Linked DNA regions of Mus musculus: region 2 is linked to region 1. Evidence: chromatin contacts called from public HiChIP or PLAC-seq data. All regions are on one chromosome and are shown on one strand. The core of a region is the stretch at or near the end of the contact, and the rest is flanking DNA. Distances in the headings are between cores, read along the strand shown. Region 1 holds the start of Bag1 (BCL2-associated athanogene 1). Region 2 overlaps Dcaf12 (DDB1 and CUL4 associated factor 12).

Region 1 (6,475 bases), core at 2,749-5,248:
CTCACAAGAAAAGGGTATATTTGATACTGGTGGCACACACCTTCAATCTTAGCACTCAGGAAGCAGAGGCAGAGGCAGTCGGATCTGAGCTCAAAGCCAGCCTGGTCTATAGAATTAGTTCAAGGACAGCCAAGACTACACAGAGCATCCCTGTCTTGAAAAACCAAAACCAAAACCAAAGGGGGGGGGGGAAGGCAAAACAAAACAAAACAAAAAGATAAATGAAATGTTTTTTTGTTTTGTTTTGTTTTTTTGGAAACTGTCTTTATATGACAATGTCATCTCTAGATATTTATCCTAGGCAAATAACTGAAAATGCTCCTACATAATAGTTAATAAAAATAGTCTTCAGGAACAAAAAATTAATATAGTTCACATAACAGATAAATGTCTTTAAAACATGTTACTACTGTTTTATAGATATGGGTATTTTGCCTGAAAGCATGTTTGTGCATCAGGTGTGTGCCTGGTGCTGGTGGAGATCAGATACCCTGGAGCTGGAGTTACTGACTGGTTTAGAGCCTCCGTGTGGGCACTGGGAACTGGACCCGGGTCCTTTGGATGAGGAGCCAGTGCTCACAACTACAGGAAACATCTCTCTAGCCCCTAAAGCTTTCATTTTAAATTTATTTTAATTATATATGTGTGTATGATGTTATTTCTCCAGCCCTAACATAATTTCTGTATAATAAAAGATTTTGTAGTCATGAAAGCTCCTTCTTTCCCTCAGGATACTTCAACGAATGCTGGCAAACTCAATGTTATAAAAAGAAAAATGTGAAACACTGGGCTGAGGCTAGAGCTTAGTGGTTTGTTCTTGCCTAGCATGTTTGATTGACCTGCAGTACCATTAAAAAAATGAATAAGGAGCTTTATCCAGGGGAACATTTTCTTCTTTGGCCTTTCTACTGTGAAACTTGAGCTTCTTTTCTTTCCTTTCTCCTTCCTTCTCCTTTCCTCCCATGCTTCCCCACTTCCTTTTCTCTGACAGAGCATGACTACTGCACCCAGTTGGCATGGAGCTGGCATGGCAGACTAACTGCACCCAGTTGGCATGGAGCTGGTCTTAGTTTCCAGAGTACTGGGCTTATGGGTGTGTGCTGCCATTCTCAATTTTGAAAGATAAAATTAAAACTCAGACATTAAATGTTTTAAAAAGAAAAAGACATAGGGCTTGACAGTGTATATTACATAGCCAGTTCCAAGACAGCTTGGGCTGTAACAGACCACCACTCTCCCACCCAGGGGAAAAAAGGCAAAGATCTCTCTCTCTGTCAATCTAAATCTTAGCAATTCTGTCTGTCATTATGTTACTTCAAATCCAGATATTTTCAAAGTCTAGTGTAGACTGGTCCCTTAATATTTGTTAAATAAAGAAATGAAAGAAAATGGTTCTGGCTTGAAAACTGAAAGATGGGGGCTGGAAAACTGGCTCCGTGGTTAAGAGCACTTGTTCTTGCAGAGGATCTGGGTGCAGGTTCCAGCACTCACATGGTGACACACAGCCCTCTATTAACTCCAATTCCAGAGGAGTTGACATCTTCTCCTGACCTTCGGGGACACTGCACACACACACGCGGTACACAAACACATAAGCAGGCAACACATCCATCCACACACAGAAAACTCAAAAGTCAGGGAAGACCAGGCAGTTTTAAAATCTGCCCTTGCCGGGAAGGGACTTTAATCCCGGCACTCAGGCGCCTGATGCGCAGGAGGATCCCTGTGAGTTCAAGGCCAGCCTGGTCTATATAGTGAGTTCTAGGACAGCCAGGGCTACACAGAGGGACCTTGTCATGAAGAAAAAAAAACCCTAGTAAATAAAGTAAATCTTTTAGCCATAAGTACTCAAAGATGAATGAAAACCACTTACCCTTAAATATGAGCTTCTGAAAAGGTAGTGGAACTCCTGTGGCCTCTTCAACAAGCTGAGCCAAGTCTTGGACAACTGGCTCACTGTTACCTTGCTGTGGGGTAACAAGAAGGTCATACCTCTCATTGCCTGGAGAAAGAAAAGCATTCAATGAGCATTCATCAACCTAACTCTAAGCTGATGTTTTCTTATGGAGCTGAGATTGAATTCAGCTAGGTAGAAGATGCTGGTCACACGTTCAGAAGCTTATAATGGGAACGGGCATGTTCTGCTGAGAAGGCCTGACTCTGGAGAGGAGAGCTCGGTTGTGCTGGGAATCCAGGGGTTGTCAGGCTGCTCAGGGTAGGGTCACACTTGCATCTATCCATACGCTACCCATTACAAAGCTTGTCTTGAGGATTTGTTTCCTCTAACATAAAAAAAAAAAAACTATTTTAACGATGGCTGATATCTTAAGCAATTATACAGAATAAACGGTACAAGACTTGTTCTATGCACTATCTCAAAACCTCAGGACACCATTAGAAAACAGCTATCAGTCTAATTAAGACTCGCTCGGGGAAACCTTCAACTGCTGACTCAGAATTTGACCTTGCATCCAGCTTTGCATCAAAGCCCACACTTTTCTATCACAAGTTGCCTGCCTCATGTGTGGCATGGCTGTCCTATTGTCTCTATGGCATTGGTCTTGTTTTCCCTGATGTCACCAGCAAGGGACTGTTTTCCTCCAAGTCTTTCATACTGGGTACACCTATGTACACCATAGTTAATGGTTAGTTAGCAAAGACAAACAAACGAAACCAATCCAACAACAGAGAGGTTTTTTCTTTTGTTTTAAAACAGGTACTCAATCTTTTCTAAGTAAGTGGAGTTCAAATCCACCTTTAGATTGCGCTCCCAACCAGTCAAGAGTCAGAAGGAGTCCTAGTTCCTATTTGTGCCTCACAGATCAGACATCAAGAGGCCTTTGGGGGGGTGGGGGTGGGGATTCATCTCAAAGTTTCATAAAACTGCTGGATATAGAGCCATGGTTTAGGTAGCAAAGTTTGTTGTTAGTCTTTCCTAACTGATTCTAAGGAAATGTCATGGCTTCAGCTTTCTCGTGTACTTCCCAAGGTTTTTAGTTCTGTGTTGATGTAACCAGATGTCCAGAAAGTAACTCTTGGACTCACGGCCCATTGAACCTGCGGTTCTATGACATCCAACAAAAACACTACTCAGTAAATAAGGAACAGCGGGATCACGCACCAAGTTCGTACTCTTTACACTGGTGGATGTCCAGAACCACGGAAGTTCTACACACAAGAAGGCCTAATATAAGCCTGACACAAAGACCCACGATTACTAGCGTTACACACTCAACTTTGCTTCCAAATAGAGGATCCAATAAGTGTCCAGGGACCGGCCACAGGGAAAGATGTCCTGACACCAGCCCTAAGCAAAAACATCCCCAAATATATATAGCCAAGAACCCATGTTTCTTTCTCCCAAGACTACATGTGGCCAAACCCACATATCCCAACCCGATCTACGGAACCCTCCTTGGCGCTCACTGTGGGTGACGATCACGCTGAGTCTGGGTGTTTCCATTTCCTCCGTCTGGACCATCTCCTCGGTCTTGGCCATGTTGTCGGTCTGGGTCACCTCTTCTGCCACAGTTACTTCCTCGGTTTGGGTCGCCTCCTCGATCTTGGTCACCTCCTCTACCTGGGTCCCGGTCACGTTCTTGCTACGGGTCACTTTCTTACTTCTAGTCAACTCCCTGCTGCTGCTCCCTACCTTCTCGCTCTGAGAAGAGCGGGGCCGGACTTTCTTCTTCACCCGCGGCTTGCAGGCGCCGGCGGCGGCGCCCCTGGTGGATCGGTCATGCCCGCTGGCTGCACTGCGCACAGAGGAACGCTGAGAGGGAGGCAAGCCCCGCTCGGCCCGGGACTCCGACTGGCGCGGCTCCCGGGCAGGCCGAGGGGCGCGCAGCCTGGGTCCCAGCGGCTCCCGGTCGCCTCGCGGTCGCCGCGCGGCGCTGCGACCCGCCAGGCCGCGTTTGTTCACAGCGCAGCGGTGGCTACCGGGCGCGCAGCCTTGCAACCCCGCCCCACTACTCACCAGTTCCGCCCCATCTACTCGCCACGCCCTCGGAACTGACCCTGCTTCAGGCCCCGCCCTATCCGCCCAGCCGCGTCTAAGCCCCACCCACTCCGCCAAGGCACCGCCCTATCCCTCCTCATAAGCCCCTCCTTCAGAAGTCTTTCCACCTCTCCCAGAGCTCCGCGCTCCTTCTCCGGAAGGAGGAGCTGAAAACACGGAAAAGGGATCGGGAGACTCGGGCGAGCACTCTGCGCCTGCGCATGGGGTGGGGGAAGCCGGAAATTGACACCAGAGCGACTACGCTTCCGTTTCTGGTTTTCCTCCAGTGTTTGGGTTTCCTCGCAGCCGGCCAAGATGAACCGATTCTTCGGAAAAGCGAAACCCAAGGCTCCGCCACCTAGCTTGACGGACTGCATTGGGACGGTGGGCATTTGACTTTGCATACCTCTGACACTCCGACCCGTCCATCCCGAATTCGTACTCCACCCCATTCCTGGTTCGGGCCCATTAAACCTGAGTCTTCTTCATCCCCACCCCTTTCATCCCTGTTTTCCAGGTCATTCCTGACCCCAGAGACCAGACAGTCTAATCTCATCATTCTTTCGCCCTTACTGCACTTAGCTCTTTCCGATGCCCACTGTGCCCCACCCCTTCTTCCTCGCTTTGGTTCCCACATTCCAACCTACGTACCCTATGTCACTACACCCCACTTTGTCTAACCTGGCCTTTTAAAAACCCTTTTTCACTCTTCTCCCCTTACCCATGTCAGGGTTAACATATCTGTACCTTAGTCCTGGGTCTGAGTAGCATAGAATTCTGAATCTTGGCCCTTCCAGATTAAACCTGATCTCGGAAATGGTTTTAGATCTCATCTTAGCCTGTGTTGATTGGTTCATTCCACGCACGTTCATGCAGAGTCCCAAACTGACTATTCTCCTACTTGGGAAATCTCAGCCAGCGGAGAGAATCCCAAATCGTTTTCCTCAAGAGAGGGCTGCTATATCAGAATCTAGGAGGTGGGAGAGAGTTTATGAAAGCCCTCCAATGGTTCGGGCTGGAATTCCCCACCCTTAAGAAAAACCCTATTTTCTGCCCTTTGCTATATTGTTCCTTTTTTCTTTTGCATATCCCTCTCTTTCTGCCCCTTTCCATGTAAACATATTACAATAATTACCACTGCATGTGATGTTTTCTTCCAAGGTGGATAGCAGGGCAGAATCCATTGACAAAAAGATTTCCCGGCTGGATGCTGAACTAGTGAAATATAAGGATCAAATCAAGAAGATGAGAGAGGGTCCTGCTAAGGTAAGGCTGGTGACAACTGTTGTAGGAAGTACTGTGAAGGGACTGACTGGTGAAGGATACAAGAAAAATACACGAAATCTGGTAAAGAGAAGCTACTTGTGAGGACCTGTTCTTCAGGGAACAGAAGCTACAGCCATATACAAGAGGGAGGCTGGGTTTTAATGTGGTAGGTAGAAGATGCTGATGACATGTAATGGGAATTGGCATGCTCTGCTGAGAAGGTCTGACTCTGAAGAGGAGAGCTGGTTGTGCTCAGAATCCGGGTGTTGTCTGGCTACTCAGGTTAGACTAGATATGGCGTGTAAGATCAGTGTTCTGATACTAACACTACTTAATAGGCTATGGGTGTATAGGTATCTTTTTTTTTCATAACTTTATAACTTTTTAACAGTATGAACCAGGATATCACTCAGCTTCAATTTTCTCATCTGTTAAATGAAGATAATATATACTAATGTGTGAGGATTAAATAACAAGTCACCTACATGGCATTATATCTAGAATATCGTAGTAGTTGATGAATTTGCGTGAAGAACCAACAGAGGGATCAAAGGTTGATGTAGAGGTTCCCAGATTCTGAAAGCGGGAGGCTGGTGGGCTGTTGTAAATGGCTTCTAACATGAGGACATGATAGCGGATGAACGTGTTGTATTTAAATGGAAAGCAACTGGATATACACAGTGCGCTCTGTTGGGGCTGGAAGTGGAAGTACAATGCCTAGGGAGAGGAAGAGGAATTGAAGATACAGAGCATGGGTTGCAAAGGGCGCTAAGATGTACCAGCTGGGCATTAGAATTATCTGTGCTCGAAGCTTGAAGAGGAAGAGTAGAGTCAAGGAGCCTCCACATCTGCCATCTTGCAGAAGAAACATGTAGGTGCAGGAGTGTGAGCATAGGGGAGACTTCTTGTGCCATCTGCGTTCCCTTCTTTTAATTAAGTCTGTTTTTCTCCTCAGAACATGGTCAAACAGAAAGCCCTGAGAGTTTTAAAGCAAAAGCGGATGTAAGTCATATGCTTCATCTCCCTCCTAAGAAATCAGAAAGTGAAGAGGCCTTCCATTCCTTCCGGCTTTCATTTCTTCTCAGTAGTCTTGATTTCATTACAAATGTGCAAAAGCTTCCAATGTTCCGAGTTACTACCTAAGCTTCAGCAGCCACGTGGGATCACTTTGGCTGGCAAGGTCGAGATGGTTTGGGTCTCCTGTGGTTGAGT
Region 2 (6,374 bases), core at 3,794-6,293, 350 kb after region 1:
GAGCAACAAATGCTCTTAACTGCACAGCCGTCTCTCTCCAACTCCTGATATCTGTTTATTTCCCCCACACAATGGAATATTATGTTCAGATCTTGTACTCCAACTTGTGTTAAGGCTAGTTCCAGGTCCTGTCCAAATGTCACTCTTTGTAAGACATATTCTCAAATTGATTTAACTAATTTACCCACCCTCTTCTGTTTTGCAATCTGATTATCAAGGTCCCAGTGTGAGTTTGGTCTGAGCAAATGCAAAGATCAGCACAGCCTGCTTGCCCTGGAAAGCCTTGGTCGTGTGACTTAGCAGTCTTCTCCCAAGCCCCCAGCATTGGGAAGACCATTCAGTGTGGTCTTAATTGCAAGAAAGGCCACTATGCAGCCACTTCTAGTCACTCTCAGGACACCCTCAGTGAAGCAGACGGGGCCCCAGAACCACTTGTTTCTTTCAGGTACTACACTACTTGCTCTAGGCACGGGGGCCCTCAGTTGCACCCCAGAGCCTAGAGCCGGGAAGCAGGAGCAAGCCTTTCTAGGTAACTCTGAAAAATCTTAGCATGCCCTCACCAATCCTTCGGGTCTGCTCCCTGCAGCATCTTTGCCATATATAGTCACTCAAACAGCTCTGCACTGGGATAGTATTTATTTTTCCTTGGCAAAAAAGTCAAATGCTACATTTTTAAAAACAGAAAATCTCAAGACAATCAAAAGCATCACAGGAGACGGACTGGCAATGGCACAAAACATCCTACAAGAGTTTTGTTTACTTAAACACACAAGTCAGTTTAAAAAGACAGAAGTTCTGTGAGAACTAAGACATCTACAGCCTGTAGTTTAAGAATAGAAAAAAATTAAGACAAAAGATTCACAGCATCCAGCATTTTGCTTAATTTCCTGTTGATAGCACCTATTTCTCTAGATTATAGGATGATTATTCTAAAACCTGTGGAGGATGCTGTGTCCTACGGTGGGCCTGCCGCTTCCCTCCCCAGCAGCCCCAGCCATTATGAGAATACTCATTTGACACAAAGAGAGCATGGAAGAACTGGGGAGCAACTGAGAAACTGGGTGCAGGTGTATGACTGCATTTCTCAGGCAGCACTGTGTGTCTCAGGGTACTAGGGTGGGGAGAGCTTCCTTTCCACATGATGTTCGGAAGACAACAACTGGCTTGCAAGTTAAAAACAAAAACAACAACAAAAAACTCTTCACACTAAATAGTTTGAGAGAAACAAGCAAATTACCAATCACAGCTACACTGTCACATGCAGCGATGCTGGCACAGCCACCTGTCACTACCCTAGGAATGAGCCAACAGAGCAGGACAGTGACTTCCAACACTAAGCCCTGCTGCACTGAGAACAGATCCCACACACAAAGCACTCGCTACAAACCACACCTTCCTGGACAGACAAATTAGAAAATACCAGCAAAACCCCAAGAATGGAAAAGTTCCTCCTCCAAGTCATGAGCAGTAAGCACACAAGCTCGAGACTGCCTGCTCTCGGTCAGATCAGACCCTGTCAGAGGCAGGAGGCTGGGGAGAGGATTGTCTTTATCTAGGCTGTGATGTGGCCTGCAGTCCCCAGTCTGGGCGAGCAGACAGGAGGTCGGGAGTGGAAGTAACACACACATGGGCATTCCTGCGTGGGTGGAAGGACAGGTAGGCCTGGACAGTTTGGAGTCCTGGGATGCAGCCTCCCCTCCCATCCGGCTTCTCTAACTCAAGGGTTTTCCTGGTGTGTCTGTTTCTCTTCCTACAATGTCGGACCTTAAAGAAGATACAGGCTAGTCCCAAAGCTGGACTCTGAGTAAAGTTGTTTCTTTTATAAATACTTTAATTACAGATAATCCTCATTCCAAGTAGTATCAGTGATGCAGTACCAGCAGGCACACAAGTTCACACACACAAACGCACACAGACACACAGACAGACACACACACACACACGCACACAAAGGCTCCCACACTTTCACAGAAAGTCGGACAGCCACCACACGATTATAAAGGGGCCCTACCTCAGTGAAGTAAGGGTAAGAATGACTTTGTCATTTCAGTGTAAAGAAGCCAGAGGAAGGAGAGGAAAAAATAAAAAGGGATTGTAACAGTGTTTGCTTTAAAAAGCAGAAAAGGGAAAAGTAAAATTCTAATTACTGCAAAGTGAAAACAAACAAAAAACCCAGAACAACAAGCCACCAACTGACGTAGAACGTCCCAGCTTTTGGATTTCTGCATAGAGCCTCTTCCTAGTAACTGCCTGACCCACAAGCAAACTCTGTTTGCATAGACAGGAGAGCCTTCCACAGCTAGGGAAATCAAACAAGGAAACTGAGGGTGGAAGTTAGTGTAAATCTGCATTTTGGGAGAAAGTTAGTTGTCATTAACTCCACAGTCCAGCATAGTTTCCGTGGAGCCCAGAAGGGAGGGGGCCCCCTGCCACAAAGAGTTTCGTTCCGGACGAGTCGTAGCAGTGGGTGTAAACAGCATTGGGGAAGAAGTCAATGTCCGAAAAGTAATTCCTCCAGGTTTCATCATGATTCTGTGGGAAGATGAGGAGACGGTTAGTACCTCTAGGAAAGAGTAAGAAGGGACAGGGAGGCCTTCTGGTCTCTGCCAAAGGCAGGAGGTCTATCACCCGCCATCACACAACTGGTTCTCAAGGAAACGGGCCTCATTTTTACCAGATAAAGAATTGTTACATGAGCTCTTGCTTTCTTGCTCCCCCTCTGTCCCCTCACCCCCCCGCCACGTGTTCATGGCCGGCCTCTACTCCTCTACTCTCTCTTTCTCTGCCTCTATACCCTCTTAACTCCCCTCCCCATGCCCTTAATAAACTCTAGTCTATACTTAAAGAAAAAAAAAAAAAAGAATTGTTACATGAAAGCAAGTCTTCCCAAGACAGCTTTTCCGAGTCAGCCTTGTTAATGATAACTCACTGGCAGCAATGGCAGACAGTTCCTTAGCCTTCCTGCTCTGCTGTCACCTGGAGAAAATCTGAGGCACCAGCATATTTTTCTAGGCCTTTCACTTTTTTGCCACCCTCCTCCTCCAGTTTACAGAGAGCCGAGATTACAAACATCTGCCCCACCACCTTCCTCCTCCCCTGGAGCCAGTGTGCAGACACAAAGGCAAAGTCAGGGACGGAGCCTTTCTCTGCTCTACGGAATGCCAACAGCAAAAAATCGAGGAGGGAAGACTGGAGGGTAGACAATCCCTCCCTGAAACGCAACCATCCTCTCAGGTCTGGGCTTACTCACCAGCCAGCCCCTGCCAGTAGTTAGTTTCAGATTCTCCCCTGCGAGTCTGGGCTTGGACCCATAACAAGCTGAGAGCCTCTCTTCCAAAAATCTTTGAGCTCGGATGTCATAGAACAGCAGGGAGCCCTGCCCTGTGCCCACAGTGATAATGTGTTCATAGAAGCTCACTGATCGAATCCCTGAGAAAGAAAAACACAGAGCAATTAGAGGGTGTACACCCGAAATGTCAGATGGCACTGTGCCAATGGTTAAGCAGAACTCTCTGCTAATGAGCCAGATTACTGGGAAAATCTACATTGTTTTGTGCCAAAGAACATAAGTGTGTCTGGGTTCTTGGTGCTATGCCTCCAATAGCACTGGCATCACCTTTCACAACTATTAGCTCTTCTCCATTACATTACGTACACTGTAGCTCACTATTCTCTTCATATTACCAGCATGACAGGACTGTTATTTACAACAAGTTACCATCTTCTTTGGATGAAAGGGAAAATACACCTGCTGTACCTGTGGATTAAGTACAATGGATACAGGAGCCTCCTGACATCTGTGTGGAGCTAGGGACTTTTGTGAACTAGTATTTCTTTACCCAAACTACATCCATTAATAGTAACCAAAACGTTTTAGAAGCCAGGCATGATGGTGTACGCTTTTTTTTTTTGTTGTTTTTTTGTTTTTGTTTTTTGAGACAGGGTTTCTCTGTGTAGCCCTGGCTGACCTGGAACTCACTCTGTAGACCAGGCTGCCTCGAACTCAGAAATCCGCCTGCCTCTGCCTCCCAAGTGCTGGGATTAAAGGCGTGTGCCACCAAACCCGGCTGGTGTATGCTTTTAATCCCAGTCCTGGGGAGGCACATCTCTGTGAATTCAAGGCTAGTCTGGTCCACACACCAAAATCCAGGCTAGCCAAGGATGCCTACTGAGACCTTGTCTCAAAAACAAAACAATTATAATGATGATGGTAATAAAAATAAAACCTTTTAAAACTTTTCACTGTACACCATTATGCAGCCCCAGATTTCAATATATCCGCTGTTCTCTGGCATAAAATATACATATGTTGACCACTTAAAGGGCTCTGGCTACCAAGCAACCACCCGACTTTGATTCCTGTGACTCCTTTGAAGGAGAGAACCAATGCCTTTCAATCAGCAGCATGGTACCCGCCTTCCATAGCAATACTCGGGGAAAACAAACACTGCCGCCACCAACAAACCCAAAAACTGCTTTTGTGTTATCTACACAGAAATAACACTTTTAGAAAAAGAGGCTACACTGTAACCCCTAATGTTCCTTCCAAGACTCCCAGGATAACTACAGGTTTGTTTTTTTATTTTATTTTATTTTTTTTGGTTTTTCGAGACAGGGTTTCTCTGTGTAGCCGTGGCTGTCCTGGACCTCACTCTGTAGACCAGGCTGGCCTCGAACTCAGAAATCCACCTGCCTCTGCCTCCCCACGCCCGGCTAGCTACAGTTTTTGATATGAGAAAGGGGAGAGAAAAAGAAAAAAAGCAACTTTAGATTGGCCGGTCTTCAGACCTTCACGGCTCCTGGATCTGGTAACTTACCTAAGCACTGTGGTTCAGTCTCACAGCACAGCCCTGTTTGATGAGCCTGGAATTTACTGTAGAGACTAGGCTAGCCTCTTCCTATCTGCCTCCTAATGCTGGGATTAAAGGCGTGCGCCACCACGCCCCGCTGCTGTGAGCATTTCATATGGGAACTGGAGCCTGCACTCAGGGCCTCCGAGTCAGCAGTCTTAACCACTCACTCGTCTCATCTGCTTTCTTACACAGGATTCTTGGAGGGAGAAAATGAGTCATCAGAACAAAGGACTCTGAAGCCTTAGAGACAACAGCAGCACAAGTCTTCCACAGAGGAAGGTGAGCGACGGCCCTTAGAATACGAAATCTGGGCAGAGGCTGGGAACGGGTGCAGCTCAGAGGCAGGCCATTTGCACGCAAGCAGATTCCCCACTTACTCCTCAGAACAAAACAAGCATTTTCTTTGGCTTCTCGAGGTATAATTGTCAAACCGTACACTGTACATAGTTATCATCACATCCAAAAGTGATCTCACGCTCTTCTGATTCTCCACCCCGCACCAATCCAGTGTTACTCAGTTTGGAAGAACGTTAGCTCAGGCTAGTTCTGGAGGACTAGTGCTCACTGCTTATCTCCTCACAGTGGTTTGAACCAAAGGTTTCTACAGCCTGGACACTCTGTTGCCACAGGTAACTAAGTTCCTCTATTCTGTTACCAAATACTTCTAAGTGTTACACAGGAGTCCCTGATCTTGTTTGCAAATCTAAGAAGAAACAAAAAGGTGAAAACCCATTTCAATGTAGCTATAAGCCTGCAGGAACACATAGGGACTTACCACTGCCTCGTTCCCTGGAGCAGACAGACTTGACGTTGTACGATGGCTGCCGTGGATCCAAGAAGGAGACATGCGCTTGAGAGCCCACTGCATACACTGACCACTCACTACCATAGGCCAGACACACGTTTTCTCGACAATATGGCAATTTGGTGGAAAGGAGCTGAATAGAGAAGATACACACATTCACGATAACATAAAATGGGCACTGCTCTTGTGTTCCTTCATCTGTAGGCTTCCTTTACACACAAACTACCTAAGTCAGGGACAAGACAAAGCCTAGTAAACTAGTAACTTCTGGGTTAGGGGAAAGGGAAAACAGGAATCAAATTATCAGAATGCCAGGAAAAGCCAAGAACTGTAGTTTATTTCTATGACTGAGCCCTCTGTAAGCCAGAGAGAGTATACTCCATCCCAGGTAAACTGAGGCAGCCTTCATCTTTGATCCTTGAGGACTAGAAAGTCTAGTCTCTGCCTGCAAGCCTACTGGAGCGCAAAGCTGCCGTGACACAGGAGACTGTCAATTCCCTGAGCCTTATCTCCTCCCAACAAAAAGCTTATTACAGATGTTATAAGTAGCACAGGCAAGACGTGAAGAAGACTTTACTGTACAAAAACGTTGCTAGCAAGTATTATAAATAAATCTTTTTTTTTTTAACTGTGCTGTTGCAATCTCGGGTCTCATTAAAAGACTTTCCTGGGCTGGTGAGATGGCTCAATGGGTAAGAGCACTGACTGCTCTTCCA

The links. HiChIP or PLAC-seq counts read pairs in DNA pulled down with a chosen protein or histone mark.
Region 2: an H3K4me3 HiChIP or PLAC-seq map of bone marrow-derived macrophages shows a contact between it and region 1, with 2.6 times the contacts expected there. The contact joins the enhancer-like site here to the promoter of Bag1 in region 1. A contact is called at or near these places in 3 of 39 promoter capture datasets (cranial neural crest, frontonasal cranial neural crest and liver), 1 of 484 Hi-C or Micro-C datasets (CD4 T cells), 4 of 115 datasets of contacts at active chromatin or transcription factors (bone marrow-derived macrophages, effector CD8 T cells, embryonic limb bud and 1 more) and 1 of 9 other capture datasets (embryonic stem cells).

Annotation. Positions count from the first base shown.
Region 1 is chr4:40,944,296-40,950,770 of GRCm38.p6, forward strand. It overlaps Bag1 (BCL2-associated athanogene 1), which reads right to left and starts at 3,999. Exons shown (of 7, transcript NM_001171739.1): 1 at 3,427-3,999; 2 at 1,874-2,002. The coding sequence starts at 3,499. It overlaps Chmp5 (charged multivesicular body protein 5), which reads left to right and starts at 4,258. Exons shown (of 8, transcript NM_029814.1): 1 at 4,258-4,381; 2 at 5,159-5,263; 3 at 6,219-6,265. The coding sequence starts at 4,313.
Region 2 is chr4:41,290,683-41,297,056 of GRCm38.p6, forward strand. Dcaf12 (DDB1 and CUL4 associated factor 12) reads right to left here. Exons shown (of 9, transcript NM_026893.3): 7 at 5,629-5,791; 8 at 3,251-3,429; 9 at 618-2,532. The coding sequence ends at 2,374. Among named protein-coding and RNA genes, the nearest start is that of Gm42273, 8.7 kb to the left of the region's middle. Within about 2 kb of position 5,044, at least 32 of the 459 cell types and tissues checked have an H3K27ac peak or open chromatin away from gene starts, as enhancers often do. A contact at or near this core is called in bone marrow-derived macrophages, where this site is marked.